3 separate regions of the Mus musculus genome follow, and regions 1 and 2 are each linked to region 3. A link is a contact called in public ChIA-PET data. All regions are on one chromosome and are shown on one strand. Each heading gives the region's core, a stretch centred on a gene start, on an enhancer-like site or on the middle of the called end of the contact. The rest is flanking DNA. Distances are from core to core; before and after follow the strand shown.

Region 1 (4,048 bases), core at 52-2,551, 140 kb after region 3:
TGAGGCTGTGCATGGGCGGTCAGAGGACAGCCTGCCAGAGTTGGTCCTCTCTAGGGCGTGGGATCCAGGGATAAAACGCAACAAAGCCCTGAAGGCCGGGCTCCTCCTCCTGTTTGTTTAAGGTTTATTTAGGTTAAGAATACTTCTGCCCTGCTTGCCAAGCCTCATGTCAAGCCTCAGCCTGAGCTACGCCGCCTCACTTCTGATGGCTGTCTGTCTTAACAGGGCTGTAGACTTTGCCTTTTGTACTCTTATTTTACACATTTGATTGTCGTTTGAGCTTGTTTACTTTTGATCGTTCATTGTATGGGAGCATGCATGTGTGCACCAGTGTGCCACAACATGCATGTGGGTCAGAGAACAATTGCAGAAGACAGTGTGGGTAAGCTAGCTCTCTCTGTCTCTGTCTTTGTCTCTGTCTCTCTCTCCTCTCTCCCCCTCTCTCTCTGCTTGCTGGCAGGCTCTTACCTGCTGATCACTGATGGCTCTTGTTTTCTCTACTTGTATATATTTTTTGTTTGCTTGCTTGGTTTGGGTTTCTTTGTTTTGCTTTTTGAAACAGCCTCATTGTAACCATGGCTGGCCTGGTTAGCCATGTAGACCAGATTAGCCGTGTAGAATTCAGAGATTTGCCTTCCTTTGCCTCTCCCAAGTGCTAGGATTGAAGGCATGTGCCATCACACCGGCTCTAATAGTTTTCTTTTCTTTTCTTTTCTTTTCTTTTCTTTTCTTTTCTTTTCCTTTCCTTTCTTTTCTTTTTTGGTTTTTCGAGACAGGGTTTCTCTGTATAACCCTGGCTGTCCTGGAACTCACTTTGTAGACCAGGCTGGCCTTGAACTCAGAAATCTGCCTGCCTCTGCCTCCCGAGTGCTGGGATTAAAGGTGTGTGCTACCACGCCGGGCTATTTTTATTTTCTTAATAAAGCTATTGTTATTCCTAAGTCTGTATGTCTAAACTAAATTAAGGCTCAATTTTAAGTTATCTGGAGTAGCAGTAAGACAGGTTGTTAAATAAGTTTTGCAGACAGCTTGCTTTAGTTTCCATCGTTAAGTAAGCCTTAGTTACTTCCTGTTTTAAATAAATGAGTATTAAGGATCTCCACTCCTTGACTCACTCAGCACAAGCATTTCACTGAAGATATCCAGACACGGCAGTATCGGTCTTTGGAAGTCCTGATAGGATCTGGCTACAACACCCCTGCTGACATCTGGAGCACAGCATGCATGGTGAGCCCTGCCCACTGCCTTCCCTGTTTGCTAATGCAGTACTGAGCAGAGTGTCACACAGCTGCTCTCAGTGTTATGTCAGAAACCATGGGCGTGGCATGGTGGGGTGAGGGCAGGGGTGGGGTGGGTTGAAAGCCATTGTTCAAAGGCATTCTTTTTCCTGTATTGGTTACTATTGTCCTTGAGCTTATAGCCTTGACCTGTTTGCAGACTTGGGATGCCACTGGAAGGATGCTGTCCTCTGCAGTGGGGCCACTCCTCAGATGTCTGGGTCAGTCAGGTGTGAAGCCCGGGCACCTGTGAATCCACACGTCGCTGCTTTACGCTGGGGAGTTTATGCCTTGATTTAGTTTTCCCCTTTGTTACAGTCTGTGCTTGTCAACATCAGCCAGTGGGCGTGCTTTCCTGTGGACCTAGGCTTTGAGTTTGAGTTGAAGCTTTCTGTGCTCAGAAAGACCCTGACTGCTCAGGCCACACAGGTTGGGGACATAGTCCCTTCACTTGGTTTTACACAGTGGCCTTGGGTTCCTGCTTTTCCAAGTCAACTCACACTCAAACTGGCTACAAGCACTAGCTTGGTATTTTGTTACCCTTTATACCTTTGTACAAATTCAAGACCAGACATAGAGAAGACAGCTTGGTGGGCATGGGGGTGTCACACTTGCTGAAAGTGTCACTCCCAGGGAAGCTCCCCTGTGTGTCAGGTTTGCACACTTACACTTTAATTGCTGTTTTATTAGTCCCAGCAGTAAGCCAAGAGGAGAGGCTTACAGAGGAGAGGTGGGAACTTGTTAAGCCTGGTGAGGCAGAAGGATTGCCAAGAATCCAAGTCCACCTTGGGCTGCATAGTCTGGAAAATGTCCGTGTAATCTGGAATGTAAATTATGTTTCCAACTCTGTAGGATTCCAGTGCAGGATGGGGCTGCTTGTCTCATGGGTGGTTTATGTGCAGCCTCTCAACACCCGCTGCGCCCTCTGCTGGCCACGGGGAGAAACTGGGGCCTGGAAGAGAGCACTGTCATCAAGCTACATATTTCTGGCTACAGAGTGCCATGATGAAATCTGACTCATCTCAGATACCATTTCTTGGTGGCTAGAAGAGTCTTGAAGGCCCATGACCTAGCTCTGGATAAAGGCACCTGATAAGCTGACTCCAAGCCCTGAGACATACATGGAGGGAAAGAAAGAGCCAACTCTTAAAAGTTGTTCCCACAGTCACCAGAGAGCTAGTAAGAAACAAGCAGCTAAACATTTGTTGTAAAGAGCATCCCGCTAGAATCCTACAGACATTCCAGGTTACAAGGACATTTTCCAGACTGTGCGGCCCAAGGTGGACTCGGATTCTTGGCAGTCCTGCCTCGCCAGGCACAACAAGTTCCCGCCTTTCCTTTAAATTTTTTTTTGTTTTGTTTGGGTCCCCCCTCCCCTGCCGAGACAGGGTTTCTCTGTGTAGTCCTGGCTGTCCTGGAACTCACTCTGTAGACCAGGCTGTCCTCAAACTCAGAAATCTGCGTGCCTCTGCCTCCCGAGTGCTGGGATCAAAGGCGTGCGCCACCATGCCCAGCTAAACATTTGTTTTAAAGAGCATTCCGAGCGCTCCGTCTGTTGAAGTGCGGCTGTGTTGTGTGGTGAGAAGCAGTTAGCCCACTGCTGGTCGGCTCCGCTCTGCTGTGCTCTGTGCTCTCCTTTCCCTCAGGCTGCCCCAACATCAGTGCTGACTGAGGAGGCTTTTCTCCTTTTCCCATTTTATTGGTCTGTAGCTGTCATTCAGAAGCAATCTGAGATGCTTCTCAAGTGGCCGTCTAGGTTTGGGATCAGATAGCAGAGGCTTTGCAGCTGTGTTCTGTTTCTCTGATACTTTCATGCGCTGTCTCTTCCTTAGGCCTTTGAACTAGCCACAGGGGACTATTTGTTTGAGCCTCATTCAGGGGAGGATTACACACGAGATGAAGGTGAGTCCCGTTTGCCAGCTGTTTGTGTGTAGCTGTTTTGCTTTTCACTGTAACTGGCATCGTTTGTTGGCACCAAAGGCCTCTGGTACTGCTCTAGGTTTGTATGAGACCCCAAAACAGGAGAAATGCAGCCAGCGTAAAGCTGGGTGGGACAAGGATGTCGTCATAGCACTGAGGAGGCAAAGCCAGTAAGGAAGTGCTTGCCTGGGAAAGTGTGAGCTAAGGAGTGCAGTGTCTATGTAAAAGGTGCCGGTGGTGTGCTTGCCCCTCCTCGCAGTTGGTCAGCACTCCCTTGGTGGTCCTTTACTTAGCGGTTGTGGAGGTCTGCCATGCTGACGTGGCATTTGCTCTGCTACATCCTGGTTATGGCTTCCAGAGCAGCTGCAGTGTGGCTAAGCTCAGGAAGCTCACAGTCAGGCAGCACGCTTGTGGGCCTCAGGCTTCCTGAACACTGTGCTCTGCTTTGGTCTCACGTTGACCAGCTAATCCTTGAAGCTATTCGTGGGAAGCCTTGTTTGCTGCTTCCCTTCACCTTGACACTGCTGTCTCACCCCTATCTCTGCCCCCCTGGCACTTGCTGCAGAGCTGATAGGCAGGCTTCCAAGGCCCTTTGGCTACAGTTGGAAATGGTCACAGGACTTCCTCGCTCGCTCTCAGAGACAGACAGGCTCAGGGACACAATTTGAGGGAGCAGAGCTTCTCACACCAAGGCTGACTCTTGATCTCACTGTGGAGAGAGCAGTGCTGAGGTGTTTGTCTTTGGAGGGGACCCTGCATTAGATAAACTGTCTGTTTCTTCTGCTTTAGGTCAGAAAGCAAGTATGCAGTGCCTTACAGAATGGTATGTGCACCGCTCTGTATGCTGTGTC
Region 2 (4,150 bases), core at 1,261-3,760, 230 kb before region 3:
ATTAAATAACAAGAGACACAAATAAAAAAACTTTATTATAGAAAAAAAGCATCCCACACACAGGATTCCGTAAACACTGGTAGGTGAACAAGTGCAACTTCAGAAGTAAGTATGGTGTAAGAGGCAACATCCACACACATTTTGCCCTTAGGAGAAAACCTAATTCTCCAGAATGATTCATTCCCTCAGACACAGAGTGGCCCTGCCTCCTGGGAAGGCAGCAGTGTCACCCACCTCAGAAGCTGTTGATGGCCACCACAGAAACTTTCCACTTGAGTTGAAGCCTGTGCTCTGAACATTTATTTTCCCTAGCACACATATTCTGAGAAGATGGCCCTTCCTGGATTTCCTGCAGAGCATTCTCAGGCCTGCGATGAGACATTACACAGTACCTCCTGAGATGCTGGTTAAAATAGCTTTGCCTGTTGTACCCAGTCCCCATCTTCCTCCAATTCTGCCTTCACCCCCATTTGTTTCGTTCTGATACTGTGTCTGCAGGTGTTCCTCGTCAACTACACAAGCTGCAGCAAGGGTACACAGTAGAGTCAAGCCTCAGGGTCAGCTTTATCTTGTAAGATAATTAGAGACTCTGAGGTGTAAAGTCACCTTTCTCATCAGACTTTCTATGCACATAGCCCAGCTTACTTATTCAGGCACTTACAAAAGACACTGAGCCCCAAATCCATCTTTTTATGAGAAAAATCCTCTCTCTCACATAGCCAGTAATCAACTCAAAAGATGACTGCAATCCAGCCCTTGATTCTGCAAGGCCCCATCACTGAATAATTGGGACCAGACAGTGGCATGGAACACCTTTAATCTTAGCACTGGAGGCAGAGACAGGTGGATCTCTTGAGTTTGAGGGCAGCCTGACCTACAAAGTGAGTTCCAGGACAGCCAGGGCTACCCAGAAAAACCTTGTTTTGTAACCCCATCTTATTCCTCCCCCACACCAAAAACAAAACAAAAACAAAAGGAAAAAGTGTCCCAACTCTGGGAACAGTAGGCAAGACACCAAACTACAATGACACTGAAATGTAGGTAAGGGTGGGGCTGAGGTACAAAAAAGCTTCCCTCCCCACAAGAAGCCTATGTCTGCACACAGTCTTTCCTTTAGTTGCCACCACCCAGTGTCACTGGAGTGGCCTTTAGATTGCCTCCCAGTCAAACTCCATGGGCTGGAGTGTTGGGGTGAAGACCTAGTTCATAAAAGGCCAGAGCCAGTGAACCAACTCCGAAGGACAAAGAAAGGACCGTGCTCACACCTGAGCATTACACAGGACAGACACATAATCATTCCTGTGGCCATGGAGAAACAGGAAGCACCACTGACCCTGGGCCTGGGCTGGACAGCTGCAGGTAGGCAACCATGTAGCACCAACAAAATCAAAGCCAGACCTGGCCTCAAACACAAGCCAAGCAACTTCACAGAAGTAACCTCTTGATACAGACAACCTCAGCCCATATTCTGGATGCTGCCTCACAGACACACCAATAGTCACCACAAGCTGGAGCCACTCAGTTACCCTTCGGTTCTTTTCTAAGCAAGGAAGATCTTGCACCCATTGTGATGCCACAAGCACAGAAAACACTGTTTTAAGAGCACACTTGTTCTTCAATACTGGAGAGAGGGCTTCCAAAACCTGATTTTATTGCCATCAAGTAGTTATGCTATACATGGTCTTATGGGAGCAGCCTTCAAGAAACAACATATTCTGTAAAGAGCTTGAAGGAAACAGCTTACACACCGCCCAGGGTGGAGGACGGACTCAAAGGTGGACTTCTACCGGGAAGTAAAATAATTGCAGACATTGCTGTCAGGCTCTTGGCTCTGCAAACAGCCATGGAAATGTGAGAGGAAGGAGCTAGGGAATGATCTGGGCTGCCGTCTACCACACGTGTAAGCCTGAGCAGATAACACAACAACAAGGCCTGGACCTGATTTGGGGGATGACCACATATTACTTTCTTACCATGTTCCAGTAGCTAATGGCCTATTTAATGGACAGGCGCTGTGGCTTCCCACCAGAGGAGGGTCCAGCTGGCCCAATCTGGAGCCATTCTGCCACCTCATTTGCAAGTTTCACTTCCAAATGAAGCATCAGGCTGCCCTTCTTAGGGGGTTGGTTTGCTCCTATGTTAGTAAAAAGCAGAGCTGAGCTGGAGCTCCAGGGAATTCCCTTCGCCTGCCCCGCACCTCCCCAGGTGGGCACACCCAACCCCAGCACAGACTGTTTCTCTGACGTTTTGGTCCTTTTGCTAATAAGCAATTTGTCTGATTGTGAAACCACTCACCCGGTGTAAGAGTGGGCTGCTGTGCCGAATGTGAGGCAACAGTTCACTTCCTCTCCTGCACCAGGAGGTGAATGCAAAGATTCAACCAAGAGCACCAGACCCAAAAGCTCGTTTGCCAGGGCTGGTAAAGCTGGCCGCCTAATTACCAGAGAGCTTCTTCACCCAGCCGGAGGCAGACCCGGAAAAGGGCACAGTAACAACTCAGAAGGGAAGGAGACAGGAAGAGGCATCTCCTAACGGTGAGAAACCACAGGAGGGCAGGGAGGCCTGGTTAGGGGTACCCACACAAAGAAGAGCTCCAACAACTGGGCAGAGGCCGTTTGTCCCTAATCTTGAAAGTCATTCGGAGCCATCTGAGAGAGTGGAGCATTTAAGCGGTCAAGTTCATCTACTTGTGGTGGGTGATGCATTATTATCTCCTGGTCTTCTAAGACATCCTCTCCAGCAGCCACCAAATTAGTGAGGGATTTGCTGCGAACGCACTGGAAATCCACATGGCGACTCTTTCCTTCCTCTTTTTCCCATGACATCTGGATAAAAGGGCGCTGCACATAATTGTAGATGACTTCAGACCGCCCGCCAGGTCTCCTCTTGATCTTCTCTTTACAGGTAGGGTAACCTGCAACCAGAAAGCATACAGTGCTCACACTCCTGGCAGACTCTCCTCGCTCTACCATCTACTTCCAAGTCCAAGGACAGCAAGAAAAGCTCTGTGGCATGTGACTGGTGTCCTCCCAAGCCTCCTCTGTCCCTATAAGGGACAGGGCTGTGGGAAATAACAGGGATTCTCCCCCCCTTTTTTTTTTTTTGATTTATTTATTTATGAATATGCAAGTATACTGTATCTGTCTTCAGACACTCCAGAAAAGGGCATCAGATCTTGTTATGGATGGTTGTGAGCCACCATGTGGTTGCTGGGATTTGAACTCAGGACGTCTGAAGAGTAGTCAGTGCTCTTTCTTACCTGCTGAGCCATCTCACCAGCCCAGATTCTCCCCCTCTTAATGGAAAGGAAAGAGAATGTACTAATTCCAAGAGCTTTTAATGGTTGGAAACACCACAAAGGGACAAAACTTCCCCATGGCACAGGAACGCTGCCATCTTGTTAATGCTGTATAGAAGCCATGGTTAAGGGAAAAGCAGGGAAATGTGCAATGTTACCTCAATGGTAACAATGGTACCCTGTCCCCAGGCCTCACACACAAGGCAAAGTGAAATTATCTCAATAGTGACCTCTAACTTAAAATCCTGAGTCAGACACATGTAGCAATGAGTTCACTGCGGCGGTGATATGAGCAGGGCTCAGGGGCCCAGGCTGCACCAACTCCTGCCTCCAGCACGAAGTACCCAGACAGCCTGAGGAAAAACAGACCTCAAGTTTTATCTAAGAAAAGACAGACTGGAAAGATGGCTTATAAGTCAAGAGCATTGACTGCTCTTCCAGAGGTCTTGAGTTCAATTCCCAGCACCCACATTGGTAGCTCACAACCATCTGTAATGGGATCTGATGCCCTCTTCTGGTGTGTCTGAAGAAACCAACTGTGTACTCATATGAAGAAAATAAATAAATTTAAAAAAGAAAAAGAAAAGACAGAGTCTCACTAAATAGCCTCAGCCTGCCTGGAAACTGTGATGCAGACTAAGCTGGCCCAGAGCTCACAGAAATCTTCCTCCCCTGCCTCCCGAGGGCTGGGACTGAACCACCACAGTCGGCAAAGCTCAAATCCTTAAGCTGGTTTGTTTTTTAAGAGAATAACTTTAGATGAAAAGACGTACTCTTGCTCAGGTGAGCCCAGGTGCTCACTGGATTCACCCCAGAATCCTGTGCCCTGGGCTGAGAGCCCTGAGGGATACT
Region 3 (3,727 bases), core at 1,049-3,548:
TAGGTACTGTATGCTCCCCACCCCCAGGGGGTCTGGGGTTAGACCCATGGCCATGTTGACGTCACTGAGCTACATCTACAATAGTTGTTTGTTTATTTAAAAAGGTGTCTTACAAATTAAGCCCAGGCTTTCTGCCTCTGCCTTTTAAGTGCTGGGGTTAGAGACCTGCACCATCACAGCTGGTGCTTTGGAGATTTCAAAAGTACTGGGTGGTGTCATCAACACTAACTTAACCTTGCCCATACTTTTCCAACATTTAGACTGCCATTACCCATTTCTGACGATTATGCAGGGAAGCTCTTTTCTCACTACTGTACACAACTGAGTTATCACTGAGAGGATGTTTGTCTTGGTACCTGATTCTGTCCATTGCTGCACTAGAACTGTTCAAATATCTGATGTGCCCACTTCATGTTAAGATAAAAGACATCTCATTATTAGGCCATGTATCCAGCTTGCTTGCTTGCTCTCTCTCTCTCTCTCTCTCTCTCTCTCTCTCTCTCTCTCTTTTTCCTTTTTGACGAGACAGGCTTTCTTTGTATAGCCCAGGCTGTCCTCGAACTCAGAAATCCGCCTGCCTCTGCCTCCCAAGTGCTGGGATTAAAGGCGTACGCCACCATGCCTGGCTTGCTTTCTTATCTTAAAGGAGTAAAGGAAATAAAATAAAATAGGCCCATTCAAAAGCTCCAGGGTCCTTTATGTATAGCTACACTGCAGATTCGGGGTCCTGATTTTGTCAGGGGAGGTGACTCGTGTGTTGCTGGTTGCCTACAGCTACTTAACTTCCTTCTTAGCTGAGCAGAAGGCTCTTCTATTGGAAGTGGTAGGAGGGGAACCTAGGCGTGCACAGCTGGGGCTTAGCTCCTCCATTTATTTCCCTAAGCGGAAATGAGAGGAAGGAGGGGCTTTCCTAGCTTCCTCAAAGTTTCTGGCCCCAGAAAGTGACAACAGCTTAAAAAACAAAAACAAAAACAAAAAAAAAATCCTCCAACAACAACAAAAACAACAACAACAAGGCTGGGCAATGGTGGCACAAGCCTTCAATCCCAGCACTTGGGAGGCAGAGGCAGGGGGATTTCTGAGTTCGAGGCCAGCCTGGTCTACAAAGTGAGTTCCAGGACAACCAGGGCTACATAGAGAAACCCTGTCTCAAAAAAACAAAAAAAAAAAACAAAAAAAACAAAAAAAAACCAAAAAACAAAAACAACAACAACAAAAAACAAAAAACCAACAACAACAACAAAAAACCAACCAACCATGGCTAAAGTAAAACAGAGTCACCTTCTTATGGCCTCCATGGAGAAAGCACAAGTTCCAAGTGGCCCCTCATGCTATTCACTGTATTGACCAAGGTTCCTGGAGGAGTTCAGAGCCATCTGCAGACTGTCATGAGGGGAGGAAGCTGTTCTGTGTGGTCTGAGGGTGGGAGAGGAGCCCATGGAAAGACCCCGCCCAGGAGGAGCCCCTCTAGGGACAAGGCACACATCACCCACCACTGAGAGGGAAGGTCAGACTAGCACACAGTGTCAGAGATTAGGATGCTCAGCAGAAAGTGAGAGGGCTCTTAAGCACGTGGGCAACTTCAGAGAGAAGTCAGGGCTCAGGAGGACACACACACAAATTTCCCATTAATCTCTTGGAATGAACTGGAATCTCAACTCTCAGTTTTATTAGCATACAATTGCCCCAAAGGGGTTCCCATGATCTTAAGTCCACACCCAGATAAGGATAGTTTAGAATAAAACACACTCATGCATGCAAGCGGGCTCATGCAGGCTCACATGTGTGCACACATCACACACAGCACACGTCACACATGCATTCCAAAGTCAGAGTGCAGAGTGACGGAAGGCAAGTGGCAGAGGCCCCCGAGGGTAGTAATTCAATCAAAGCGTCAACTCACAGACTCTGAGGAGATTTTCTTCAGAAGCTCAGCCCCTGGGGTTCCAACGAGTCTTAAAATGAGCTTCAACTGATCAATATCTAACGGTGGACTATAAAGGAAAATGTCGGGACAAAATAAAAGTGAAAAGCAAAACAAAACAATAATGAGCAAAATAAAACACAACAAACAAAAAAAATCTCAATAATGGAAATGAGTCCCCCCCTCCCCCAAACAAGGCCAACATGGTGGAAGATTCTGGGTGGAAGGCTTCTGTAGGGTGGCCACTTTCAGCATGACTTGCTCCTCCTGTAGAAAGGTTCAAAAAACCGCCACACACACACACATTTGTCACCACCATGCAGCAGGAAGTAAAGTCACTGTGGTTGGGTCTTAGACAAGAGGCCACGCCACTCAGTCCATGAGCCCAGCCTCCACCTCCACCTCCCCTTCCACCAAGGCACTAGGAGGTAGCTAAGCAGAGTGTGCTGGCAAGCAGAGGCGGAGCACACTCTATGCATCTATTTGTGACTATCCCCCTAAGGCCTGACCTAAGGAACTTGTAATCTGACAGTTGGGAGGCCTGCTCTCCTCCCAGACACCATTCGTTCACTTGAGTGTGCCCTCTGGAGACCTTCCCCTCTCCCCTCTAGGAGACAGAACATGTGAGGGACAGCCAGCTGGCAGAGGGTGCTACCCCACTATGGGAGACACCAGGCTGCAACCATAACGGATGTAAAGTAACCAAAGTCTACTCACTAAAGACTTGAAAAGCAGAAAGGCAAAGGGCCCGGAATAGTCATTCTGCCATCCAAAACCTCAGAACAAATGAGCATGTGTTCACCGGAGGATCAGAGGCCATTTACTCTCACTGCCTTCAGTCAGCCCCTTTTGAGCATCTGAACAGCTGCTCCATACCTCAGCTGATGGTGAGATAGGGAGACTGTGTGAGCCCGTCAGGTTCTGCAGGATCATTAGCCGTCCTTCCTGTGTCACCTAAAATCCCCCAGCAGCCTCTTAACTCAGAGTCCTTGTGCCTCATCTATCCAAGTGCTGGGACTACAATGTATGGCTGAACCCCATCCCTTATTTTAGATTATCTGATACATAAAAGGCACATACAATATTTAAAGAACAGATAGAGAAGATTTAGCTTGCATATAGAGAGGCAAAATAAGCATGAGTCAGTCAAGAGAACAGTGTCTGCAAGCCACAGTTGCCTAGTCACAGGAACTGCTTATGCAACAAGATGGCCATTTTGCCTCTGAACATTTTTTTTTTTTGCTAAAACAGAAGAAAATTCTAGAAAGGTGACAGGAAGATACAGCCTGGTGCCTGTCTTATACATGGAGTTTTCCTGGAATGCAACAAGGCCGTGCATTCGTGTATTTACACACCAGTTTTCACAGGCCTGCAACAGTCAATAATTTTTAAGATAAGATGAGCCAGTGCCCAAAAATGGCATCCTACAGAAAACCGAGTTAACCCAGAAGGAAGTCCACTCACACAAGATATTTCTGAAGTTAGAATGGTAAAAGAAAAAACAAAACAAAACAAAACCCCTGCTACTGAAAATGGAAAAGAGGAGATGCTCCAGGTGCGGACAGTGGGTGGACTGAGACTGGCACTGACTCACTCAGGCCGTAACACTGCCGACATGCTAATGGTGACAGTTGAGCATCTTCCTTGCAGACAGGAAGAAGCTACTCAGTTTATATAAATCTAGCTCCATTCACATTTCTACTCCCCAGGAATATCTGATTAGCCACTTCAAGAGGATGTATGTTAATAGAAAAAAATTAGACTCTTCCAGCCCTCCAAGAGGTGATTTTACCATGTACGACT

What was found. ChIA-PET counts read pairs in DNA pulled down with a chosen protein or histone mark.
Region 1: a contact with region 3 is called in an RNA polymerase II ChIA-PET map of memory CD8 T cells, with 102 read pairs. The contact joins two enhancer-like sites. A contact is called at or near these places in 7 of 39 promoter capture datasets (cranial neural crest, embryonic stem cells, hippocampal neurons and 4 more), 11 of 484 Hi-C or Micro-C datasets (the Ba/F3 cell line, the CH12 cell line, the G1E-ER4 cell line and 8 more), 4 of 115 datasets of contacts at active chromatin or transcription factors (effector CD8 T cells, embryonic stem cells, memory CD8 T cells and 1 more) and 4 of 9 other capture datasets (adipose tissue, embryonic stem cells, liver and 1 more).
Region 2: an RNA polymerase II ChIA-PET map of memory CD8 T cells shows a contact between it and region 3, with 49 read pairs. The contact joins two enhancer-like sites. A contact is called at or near these places in 5 of 115 datasets of contacts at active chromatin or transcription factors (the HPC-7 cell line, effector CD8 T cells, embryonic stem cells and 2 more) and 3 of 9 other capture datasets (adipose tissue, embryonic stem cells and pancreatic islet).

Annotation. Positions count from the first base shown.
Region 1 is chr17:28,591,349-28,595,396 of GRCm38.p6, reverse strand. Srpk1 (serine/arginine-rich protein specific kinase 1) reads left to right here. Exons shown (of 16, transcript NM_016795.4): 13 at 1,120-1,227; 14 at 3,110-3,179. Among named protein-coding and RNA genes, the nearest start is that of Lhfpl5, 18 kb to the right of the region's middle. Within about 2 kb of position 1,301, at least 46 of the 459 cell types and tissues checked have an H3K27ac peak or open chromatin away from gene starts, as enhancers often do. A contact at or near this core is called in memory CD8 T cells and myeloid progenitors, where this site is marked.
Region 2 is chr17:28,965,416-28,969,565 of GRCm38.p6, reverse strand. It overlaps Kctd20 (potassium channel tetramerisation domain containing 20), which reads right to left. Exons shown (of 8, transcript NM_001356300.1): 8 at 17-2,914. The coding sequence ends at 2,622. Among named protein-coding and RNA genes, the nearest start is that of Kctd20, 15 kb to the right of the region's middle. Within about 2 kb of position 2,510, at least 81 of the 459 cell types and tissues checked have an H3K27ac peak or open chromatin away from gene starts, as enhancers often do. A contact at or near this core is called in the HPC-7 cell line and memory CD8 T cells, where this site is marked.
Region 3 is chr17:28,735,267-28,738,993 of GRCm38.p6, reverse strand. It overlaps Mapk14 (mitogen-activated protein kinase 14), which reads right to left. Exons shown (of 12, transcript NM_011951.3): 9 at 1,904-1,983. Among named protein-coding and RNA genes, the nearest start is that of Mapk13, 32 kb to the left of the region's middle. Within about 2 kb of position 2,298, at least 83 of the 459 cell types and tissues checked have an H3K27ac peak or open chromatin away from gene starts, as enhancers often do. A contact at or near this core is called in the HPC-7 cell line, memory CD8 T cells and myeloid progenitors, where this site is marked.